Regions from separate parts of the Sus scrofa genome. Here region 2 is linked to region 1. A link is a contact called in public HiChIP or PLAC-seq data. All regions are on one chromosome and are shown on one strand. The core of a region is the stretch at or near the end of the contact, and the rest is flanking DNA. Distances in the headings are between cores, read along the strand shown.

What was found. HiChIP or PLAC-seq counts read pairs in DNA pulled down with a chosen protein or histone mark.
Region 2: a contact with region 1 is called in an H3K27ac HiChIP or PLAC-seq map of skeletal muscle, with 12 times the contacts expected there. The contact joins two enhancer-like sites. A contact is called at or near these places in 6 of 47 Hi-C or Micro-C datasets (embryonic fibroblasts, epiblast stem cells, fibroblasts and 2 more) and 1 of 2 datasets of contacts at active chromatin or transcription factors (skeletal muscle).

The regions. Positions count from the first base shown.
Region 1 is chr6:169,814,360-169,819,364 of Sscrofa11.1, reverse strand. No RefSeq gene overlaps it. Among named protein-coding and RNA genes, the nearest start is that of FOXO6, 63 kb to the left of the region's middle. Within about 2 kb of position 2,349, at least 4 of the 83 cell types and tissues checked have an H3K27ac peak or open chromatin away from gene starts, as enhancers often do. A contact at or near this core is called in skeletal muscle, where this site is marked.
Region 2 is chr6:169,954,985-169,959,989 of Sscrofa11.1, reverse strand. All of the region lies in intron 2 of LOC102166622, which reads left to right. Among named protein-coding and RNA genes, the nearest start is that of SCMH1, 42 kb to the left of the region's middle. Within about 2 kb of position 3,104, at least 5 of the 83 cell types and tissues checked have an H3K27ac peak or open chromatin away from gene starts, as enhancers often do. A contact at or near this core is called in skeletal muscle, where this site is marked.

The sequences.
Region 1 (5,005 bases), core at 1,100-3,599:
GCAGGATGAGTCAGGGAGCCCTTGCGTACCTGGGTGGCTTTGGCTGCATCATGATGCCCTCTGGTGGCACCAGGTAGACACTGCTGCCACACTTGGCTCCACCTGCGGGTCCTTGCTCAGGGACAGAGGGGGCTGGGGATACCACCGGGTCTAAGCTCTTTGGGCTCTTGGTAAGCCCCAGCCGCTCTCCCACCTGCTTCCAGGCGCTGTGTCTCATTTTATCCTCCCCCTGCCCTGCAGTGATCTCCGTCTTACAGATGAGAAAGGTGGCTCAGACTCGACCGCCACATCCGAACTTCCTTCTCTAAACCACCTGCCGCAGATGCCCTGCAGTCCGCCATCCACGATGCCCATTCTTTGGGACTATTTATTTGTCTAACAAATACTTATTCACCTGACCTGTGGGGAGCGACCTACAGGAAACACGCGGATCAAGGATTCCCTTGAACCTGCCCAGCCTGATGGGGCCATTTTACAGTCGGGGAGGGAGACGGAGGCTCGGAGAGAGAGTGTGCACACCCCAAGTCACAGGTGCGAGCCCGCAGTATGCGGGAGAGCTGACCTGCCGTGAGCATCTCAGGGTGGCTGCTCCGTGTCACTGTGGGGGCTGAGTCAGTCCCGGGACAGGAGCAGAAGACCGTGGACCCTTCCAGGTGAGGCCACGGTGGGTAGAGGCTAGAGGCACTGCGCAGGTGTGATTCCAGAATTCCAGGAGCCAATACATGGGGGCCGGGAGCCCTGCAGGAAAGAGGTGTCTGAACACAGATACGGGCATGGCCAGGAGCGGGGTGGGGTGGGTGGGTTCTGTACCTGTGTGCCCAGGCATCAGGGTGTCTTGCAGCTCATGCCTAAAGGGTGTGGGGGCTGAGGGGGTGATAAACGTTGCAGGAAGCCGGAAGGATGGGCCGAGGAGCCTGGGCCTTATCGTGGCGGCAGCTGGAGAAGGGGCGCAACCTCCAGCCGTCTTGTCCTTCCACCCACAGGCCTTCTGAGCATCTGCCCTGTGCTGGGCACTGCCAGCACTCGGCACAGCCCAGCTGCGGCTCTCAGGTGGCTTTCAGTCCAGCCCCATGAGCACAACAGATCAGCTTAGAGAGGGTCCCTCACTTCTTTGTTTTTTTCTTTTCTTATCGTTTCTTTTTTCTTTCTTAATGGCTGCACCTGCGGCATCTGGAAGTCCCCAGGCCAGGGGCTGAATCCAAGCCGCCCCTGCAGCAATGCCAGACCCTTAACCCACTGCACTGGGCTGGGGATCAAACCCGCGTCTCCGCAGCTACCTAAGCTGCCGTAGTTGGATTCTTAAGCCACAGCGGGAACTCGAGGCCTCTCACTTCTAATCTGTGGTGCTAGAGGCTCCTGCCCTGGGCGGGCCGGGAGGTTGGAAGGGCCAGGAGCTGTGGCCTTTCCTGGGTGAAGAGGACCGAGATGGAGAGAAGCCGGTGGAGAAGTCTATGGAGGAGTTGCTGCTGGGAGGGAAGGCTCGAACTCAGGGCGGGCAGGGGGTCTGAAGAGACCCAGGGGATAAAGCCTTAAAGACCTGGGGCGGCTCCGGGATCCCAGGCATTTGTCTCAGGAAGAAGCCCCACCCCCGCTCCCCCCAGGAAGGCGTGGATCCAGGGCACTGGCCACATCCGCACATGGCCCAGCTCCCCATCCACCAGGGATGGGAAGAAGCACCCGTGTCTGCACTTCGTGGGTCCCCAGGGGACCCGACTTGGTCAGGCTGCAGACCAGGATCGGGGCATCACGGCTCCAAGTTCTTTCCACCATTTGGCCTCTGTGATTCTAGACCTGGAGAGGCTCTGGGATGGAAGCGTTCTTTCAGCTCGCAGCTCGCTCCTCCTTTGACCTGGAGAAGCCAAGTTCCAGAGCGGGGAAGGCACTGGTGCTGGCCTCACAGCCAGCTCACAGTCCGTGCTGTAACCAGAACCGAGTCCGGGCTGCCCGGCCAAGGTCCCGGCCCCGAGAGGCTGACTCGGTCATGCGGCAGGAATTCCCAGCTGTCAGGGACCTTGGGAGAGACGGGTGGGGCCTGCGGGTGGGCCCACGGGGAGCCTGGCAGCTGTGGGTGGGCCCACCCGCCCTGCAGGTGCCCCGGGTCTTGGGCTTGGTTGGAGACCCCTGCCATCTCAGGCTGCTGGCTGCTCAGGCTCATCTCCTGCCCCCTGCAGCCCAGAAAGGAGCCCCTGGGGGGCACTCCCAGCCACAGGGGCAGGGGCCGATCCCTGGCTCTGGCCCCTGGGAGGCTCTGCTGGGAGCTGTCACGTGGGCGTGCCACCCTCAAAGCCCTGCCTTCAGGGTCTCACCAGGATGTGAGGGGAGGGGCACAGGCTCAGCTGTCGAGGTCACTGGTCACCAGAGAACAGAGTGAAGGTGAAGCCTCCACTGCCAGCCTGGGCACTGCCCTCACTGACCCCTGTGGGCTCTGGCCCTCTCCCAAGGCAGTAGCTTGCGTCTGACCTCACCGCTGCTCTGGCGTGCCCCTCCCCGCTTCCCCCCCAGTTCCTCCCCCTGCCCTGGTGACTCCCCTTCCATCCTGACCCCAGGGGACAAGCACACGGTTTGAGCCACAGCTCCTGCTCCCCTCACGCCTTCCTCCTGCCACCACAGCTCCCGAGCTCTGTGACCTTGGCCGAGTTGCTAGACCTCTCCGAGGTTTGCAACCTTATCTGCAAAGCGGGAGTCATAGACCCTAGCTCCTGAATGGATCTCCCTGCCCCCACCAGCCTTTTTTAGGGCCACACCCACAGTACCTGGAAGTTCCTGGGGCTAAGGGTTGAATTAGAGCTGCAGCGGCCAGCCTACACCACAGCCAAGGCAACGCCAGATCCAAGCTGCACCTGCAACCTCCACTGCAGCTTGCGGCAACACCAGATCCTTAACCCCTGAGGGAGGCCAGGGGTCGAACCTGCATCCTCACGGATGCTAGTCGGGTTCTTAACCCCCCGAGCCACAATGGGAACTCCTGAACGGATCTTTAAACCGTCTAACGTGGGATGAACGTACCCTGTGGGAGGCACTGTGCGGGGGTTTTTCACCTGTTATCCTACCTAATTGCCTGGGGCAGCTACCATCATCACTTATTTTGTAGATAAGGAAACTGAAGCTCAGAGAGAGGGTATTTGCGTGTTTCCAACTGTCCATCTATACATACAGAGCTGAGATTTGGGGCTTCAGGATATGCGCTCCTCGCTAGGGCGTTGGGGGTGCAGGGCCATGGGCAGGGGTGTGACCTTGCCAAGCAGGGGGGTAAGGGACCAGCCAGGGTCACATGCACCTGTACAAGTTAAGATGCTGCGTTTTGGAGCCAGGCCTCAGTCTCCTCATCTGTAGAATGGGGACAGTGGGCAGTGATGGGTAAAAGGGCAGAGCCTAGGACCGTATCCAGCCTCCCACAGGCCCGCCCACCCAACGCAGGGCCTTTTGGGTTTTGCTTCGGTTGCGGTTGGTCACGAGACGGTTACGTAACACGAGAAAATATTGGTGAGTTTAATCCTGTTTTTCCTGCAACCACTATCTCTGCCCAGGACATGAAAATGGCTGCACACACATCATGTGAAGTCCCTGCCCCGGTCCTGAACTTACCCCCCTCCTGAGGGATACGTCGATAGTAACCCCCCAGGAAGAAACCACAGCTCAGAGTGGGGCGCGGCCTGGCCCAGATCGCCCGGCCCGGGTGGCAGAGGTCCTGCCCTGCCTCACCCCCCACGGCCTTCCCTCTCCCAGGGCCTGAAGGGAGGGCGAGGCTGGCCCCCCGCAGCCGCTGTCTTGGCTGGCATTCCCAAGTGCTCCCACCCAGGTTGCCACCGCGTGGCTGCGGGGATGACCTCTGCAGATTCTAACTCACCCTAACTGACCCCGCAAAGAATCCTCCCAGCTCCTGGGTTTTTACGGCTTCTTGGACTTCTATTCTGGCTTAAGAGAAATCCTGCATTTATGCCAAACATGCAAGCGTTATAAATCGATGCTGCTCTGATTAAGTGCAAAAAGGCCCCAGTGCTGAGTGGCCAGGGCTGCAGCACTCCCCACGTGGCTGGGGCCTGGGTCTGGACCTTCCCCAACCATCTCGTAGAGGAGGCGCGAGGGCCCTGGAGGCTGCAGCCTCAGCCGCGCCCTGTGGTTGAGCGCTGGGCTGCAGTACCTCACAGGCTTTCGGTAAAACGGCCCACCGTCCAGACGCTGGTCACTGGTCCGAAGACCACTCAGCCAGGAATATGAAGTTGAGGGCAGAGCGGAGCCGAAGCGCCCGTCTTGGTGACGGCAAGTCTGAGGCTCTTGGGGGATCTCCAGGAGAGAGAGCTTGGCCCGGAGGCTCATCAGCTGTCCGTCCTGGACAGCTCACTTACCCCCTCTCGGCCTCGGTACCCCATCTGCAAAATGGGGATGATAATAATACCTCTTGGGGGGTTATCGCATCAGGATTAAGTGAGTTGCACGGGTAGGGCCTGGAAGCAGTTGGAGCCCTGGGCGTGGAGATTGGTGATGGTGAGTTTGGGAGCGTCGGTGCCCGAGAGGGTGTCGAGTGATCTAGCGGGGCCAGGAGAGCGCCACTCTGTGCGACAGGATGGCAGCGGGACCTACCAGGGGAGTGAGGAGTCTCCAGGAGGACCCCCTCCAGGGCGTGGGGCCACAGAGCTGAGAGCGGTGCGGGGAGCGGAGTGGTGAGCAGCACGCAGGCTGCGGGCACCTGGCTGGGTGAGAACTAAGTGACAGGCAAGAAGAGTCTGGGTGGAACGTGGCTCTGATGGCAGTGGGCAGAGGAGGTGGAGAAGGGCACACGGTGACACTTGAAGAAATGCCACCAGGCAGGGGAGAAGAAAGATGGGGCCCAACTGGAGCCATGTGTGGGCCTAAGGGAGGGATTTATTTTATTTTATTTATTGACTGCACCTGCAGCTGAGGAAATTCCTGGGCCAGGGACAGAACCCGTGCCACAGCAGTGACAAGGCCGGATTGTTAACCCACAAGGCCACAAGGGAACTCCAAGGGGAGGGGATTAAAAAAT
Region 2 (5,005 bases), core at 1,855-4,354, 140 kb before region 1:
GGGGGTTCAGGGTGGCCCAGCCAAGTCCCTAATAGAGCTGGGATGTGACACTGCCTCCCCAGCCCCAGGCTGTCTGAATTCCTGGCATTTCTTCCAGGCCTTTCCACAGCCCACAGCCAGACCTTGCTCCCTAAATTCCTCTGGAAACAAAATAAGTTTCAGAGCGATTTACGATGATTTCTGCTCCACCAAAGAGAGGTAGTTGAAGACTAACTTCTCTCATGTGTTAATGGTCACGTCCCACCCAGAGAAGCCCTGGGAATAAGAAAAAAAAAAGCTTGCTAGAATCGGGGGGCCTGCGCTCTGGTTTGGACTTCTCACATGGTTGCTGCTGGACCTTCTCAGGTTCCTGGTCTTCAGACCCCCTGACCTGCCCTCCTCAAGGTCGCAGGACAGAGAAGACAAATAAGATCAAGAAAGAGGCAGCTCTGATAGGCAGAGAGCCTGGTCCAGCGCCTCCCTCCTCAAAGCCGCAGTGGAGGCCGAGTGCCCCTAGGTGGGGCAGTCCTCCTAGTCTGAGCCCCAGCAGCTGCTGCAGCCAAAGAGGGTGGGAAGATTTGGGGGAGACCAAGGGGCAAAGGCGATATTGGAAGCCAATTCAGGGTGAGTTTGAGGTAGAATTCTGCCCCTGGTGAGATCTCTGCTCTTCCTCCGATGGGCGCTGCGGGAGTTAGCGGGGCAGGGCGCTCTGGCCACCCTGGCTACCCCACCCCACTGTGGGACCCTGGGGAGTTGGAGCGCTTGGGGTTGTGGGATGAAGAGCCAGTGGTATGTGCAGTGCAGCACCTGTTCTATCATCCAGGCGAGGAAGCCGAAGGCCAGAGCGGAGGGGGCTTGCCGGGGTTCCCTGGGAGTCAGGGACAGGGCAGGTGCCAGCTGGCAGGCCCCTCTGCTGACGAAATGCTTCCCGTTAGGACGGCCGATGAAAGCATGTAGTGCCGCCCCCTCTGGTGGCCTCCACGGGGCTGGCCCTCCTGCCTCTGCCTCCATAGGTGTCCTCAGGAAAAGCTGGGAGAGCGGCCGTTCGCTCTTCTTGTGAGGAGCTGGGTCCTGCGGAGCAGGAGGACACCGTCCGAGGGGCAGGAGGCTGGATGTAGGGGCAGCCCAGTCACTGCCTTGGGCTCACGCCTCTTCCCTTCCCGACCTCTGTGCTCTTATCTGTAAAGCAGGGTGGGAAAGCCAGCGAAGGTTGGGCTGGCTGTCGCCAAGGTCAGGTTCTGGCTTGGACATTCCGAGTTGCACTTCTGTCGTCGGGGAACAGGTGGGGGAGGAAGGGCTTCAGTTCTCTCATCTGAGAGACACGGAGGGAGTGGACTGCACGATGTGTCATCCTGGCTCTGACACGCAGCTTGGCAAGGATGAGAGACGGCCCCGGAGGCCACGAGCATCCCCTGGAGATGCCAGCACAGGCGGACCACCCATCCTGGGAGGTGCAGGCCAGCCTCCCTCGATGGCCCCCGGGAAAGGCCGGGCAGGGGGAGAGGCTGGGCAGGGGGAAAGGCCAGGCAGGGGGAGAGCAGGGCCGCCTGGCAAGAGCGGTCTCCTTCGGAGCCCAAGGAGCTCTTCCTCCCCCTCCAAGAGCTGAACCCCGTCGGCACAGCCGAAGGGCGCTCCTTCCCAGGCTCGATTACGAACTCTCTGCCTCCCTGGCCAGACAAGCCTCTCAGTGGCCTTGGGCTCCTTCCAAAATCAAAGCTTCCTTCAAAGGAAGCAGGCGATTCACCGCAGAAGCGATTCGGAGAATGACAGCTGGGGGAAAGTCTGAGGGGTCGAGGAGACACTGGCTTAGTGTCAGCCAGGCACGAACAGGCCCTGCCCGCCATTAGCTCCTGTAATCCCGTCCACCCCATTCTGAGTATGAGAAGCCACCGTTTTCAGAGGAAGAACCATTGTAGACACGAGCTCTTTTTCCCGCAGTTGCACAGCTAGTGGACGGAGGAGCTGGGGTCCCATCCAGCACCCCTGCCCCCCTTGAACACACCAAAGAATAGCAGAGCAAGGCTCAGGAGCCTGGATTCTGGCCCCAGCCTTGCAGCCAAACGGTTACCTGATGGATAAGCTTGATAGCACTTTATAGTTTCCAAGTGCTAAGCACGCAGTGTCTTATTGGATTCTCAGATCAGCCCATCCGACAGATGAGGAAACTGAGGCTTTCAGGGGTCTGACACCTCCCCAGTCCTACCCAACTGCAGGCACGAGTGGCTGGACTGGCTTTTGAATCCCGTCTTTTTTTTTTTTTTTTTTTTTTTTTTTTTTTTTTTTTTTTTTTTTTTTTTTTTTTTTTTTTTTTTTTTGTTTTTTGTTTTTTGGCCTCCTGCGGCTATGAGTCCGGCTGGTCATGAGCTGACCACCTCACCAGGCCACAGCTCGGATCGAGCCGTCTGCACTACCACAGTCACCAACGGATCTTAACCATGAGCAGGCAGGACGAACCGCCTCTGGTCTAGTCGATTCGTTACCACTCCCACGCTCTGATCGTCTTTGACCCAGAGTTTGTACAACTCACAAAGAAAGCTGGTGCTTCACCAAGCCAAGCCTCTTCTCTTGAATTCATTCTCCGGTCGGTGAAAATAAAGGGCTGGATTAAATCTGTAGGCAAATCAGTAGTTCCCAGCCCTTTCATTTTCTTTTGATGTGAAATTCATAGACACTCTGATAACTTAAAATATTGTCAAGCAGGGGACACTTAAAAAAAAACATTTTCACCTTCAAAAAGCTAGGAGGATAGAACCTCAGAGGAGCAGGGAGACCAAAAAATAGTAACTGAGAACAGAATTCCTCTAAGGAATTAACTACGTTTCGCTTCGTATAACCCCCTAAGGAGCCCTTGGAGTTGGATCCACTGGCTCCCTGGGGCTGGCTGGAGTGGCCAGAGGGGAAAAGGAGCCAGAATAATTCTCCGCCAAAGAACTGATTTGCACTGGGGCCTTTGGAAGCACGAGCAAGTTAGTGGCACGAAGAGGACAGGCTGAACGGAGAAGTCCAGGCACAGAGCAGGGGACGCAAGTCCCAGAGACCACTCGTGAGAGCTCCCCATGTGGGAGGCAGAAAAATGACCAAAGGCCCCCGAGGAGAGGGAGAGCTAGTATTCAATTTCAACCAGCAGGTGTCTGCTTTCCTGTGCCAGTCATCCAGCTGAAAGGCCAGATCTCCCAGCAGAGAGCTCCTGCTCACTTCAAGGAACTGGCTGTTAAAGGTTGGGTGCCCTGGTCAGGGATCGTTGGAGTCCGGCAGACCTGGGTTTGAGGCCCTGCTCCATCACCTGGAAGTTACATGCCTGCCCTAAGCTGCAGTTTCTTTCTCTGTGCAATGGATATTATATTCCCTGCCTTGGAGGTTGATATGAAGCATACGTGGGACCATGAATCTAGCCTAGTCCTTGCTACTCAAGCCCTCCATAATTAGCCACTTGGCTGCCTGCTATTGCTAACCATGGTTATTTGGCTATTCACAATTTTATGTACTATGGCAAGCTTGTTAGAGGTTTTTGTTGTGGGGGGGAGGCTGGCTTTGCCGCTCTTCAGTCAAGCCAGGATCAAGCAGGAGTATCATCTGGAAAGGGAGGGAGGAGATCACCTCCTGCCCCCACACCCCGGCCCTTCCTGCTTTTTCAAGGCTGAGTGCTGTCTGTGTCTGAGAATCAGCTCCCTTGCAAATGACAGCATCTCCTTCCAGGGCCGAGCCCAGAGGGCAGGGTTCCTGCCAAGGACAGGCTGAGGGCTGTGGGGAGAGGGAGGAGGCAGAGAAGATGGGAATGAGCAGGAGGAGATGTGAGGAGGAAGAAGAGCTTCCAGGACCGACAGTCAATCACAGGGGCGGAGAGAGGATGTGGGCTTGCACGCATGCTTGGATACGCGACCACACTCGTGCACCAGGTAGCAGGTGCGTGTGGGTTGCGTGTCTGGGCGTGACTGTGTTTGAATGAGTGTGTGGACACGTCAAGGTATGAGCATATCAGCGTGTGACTCTGCTTGTGAGGGGCTGGCTGTGTATGTGTGTGTGAGCAGTTCACATGCACGTGTGCCTTGGGTCAGCGTGGGCGGGCTGGGCCGGAGAACGGGGTTGACCGTGACTCCCTGAGGGTCGGAGGAGGCTCTGCCCTGGAAGAGAACCTGAGCAGGGCTGTGAGGTGGGGGCTGACACATGGGATGTCTGAAAGGGGAGACTGGGCAGCTTTCTGCAGGAGCCCCTGACTCCCCGACTCACCCCACCCCGCAACTGCCTGTGTTCTCTCCTGGTCTGTACCGGCGCGGCACCCCCGGCACCCTCAGCACCCCTCCTGCCGGCTGCTGGCCTCCAGGGTGGGGCGGGAGGAGACAGGGCGGGAGGGGAGGGGAGCGGTGACCAGCCTCGCGCCCCAGCCCTCGGTGCTGCTGGGGAAACATCCTCCTCCCGCCCCCACCCCCCCCAGCCGCCGTGATTCCTGCTGCGAGGGAGAGAGGAGCCCTCCGTTGCCATGGCAACGTAGCAGCCCTGCTTCTCAGCCTGAGCCCAGGCTCCTCCGAGCCGAGCCGTGGAGGGAGTGGGAAGAAAGCCCCTCCTGGGCATCTGAGCCCCCACCACGTGCCTCACCTCTCCGCTCCCCACCCTGTGTCCCTGGTGCCTCTCTGGTGCTCCCGACCCCACGGGGATGCCCGAAGTGCTCACCTGCCCCCAGGCCTGGGGACCTGTCCTGTCTGCACAAGACGGAGCACGAGCTCCGGAGAGTGACAGGCTGGGGCTGAGTTCCAGTCTTTGCTTATAAAACGGTCCTAACGGTACCAGCTCCCGGGGCTCTTGTGAGCAGCATTTAAAGCAGTGCTCGCGGAAGTGCTGTGTGAATTCAGAGTGTGGGTCAGAGTGGGCCCCTGTGGAGTTTGGATTGGCCCAGCCTCGTCCAAGGGGTGGCCTGTCCCTTGCAACTCCATCCTCGTCCTCCCTCCCACAGAAACGCACGTGGGCTCGGGGAGGTGCACACGGGGCTGCTGGGGCAGGGGCTCTCCAGCAGCAAAAAATCGGCAACAAC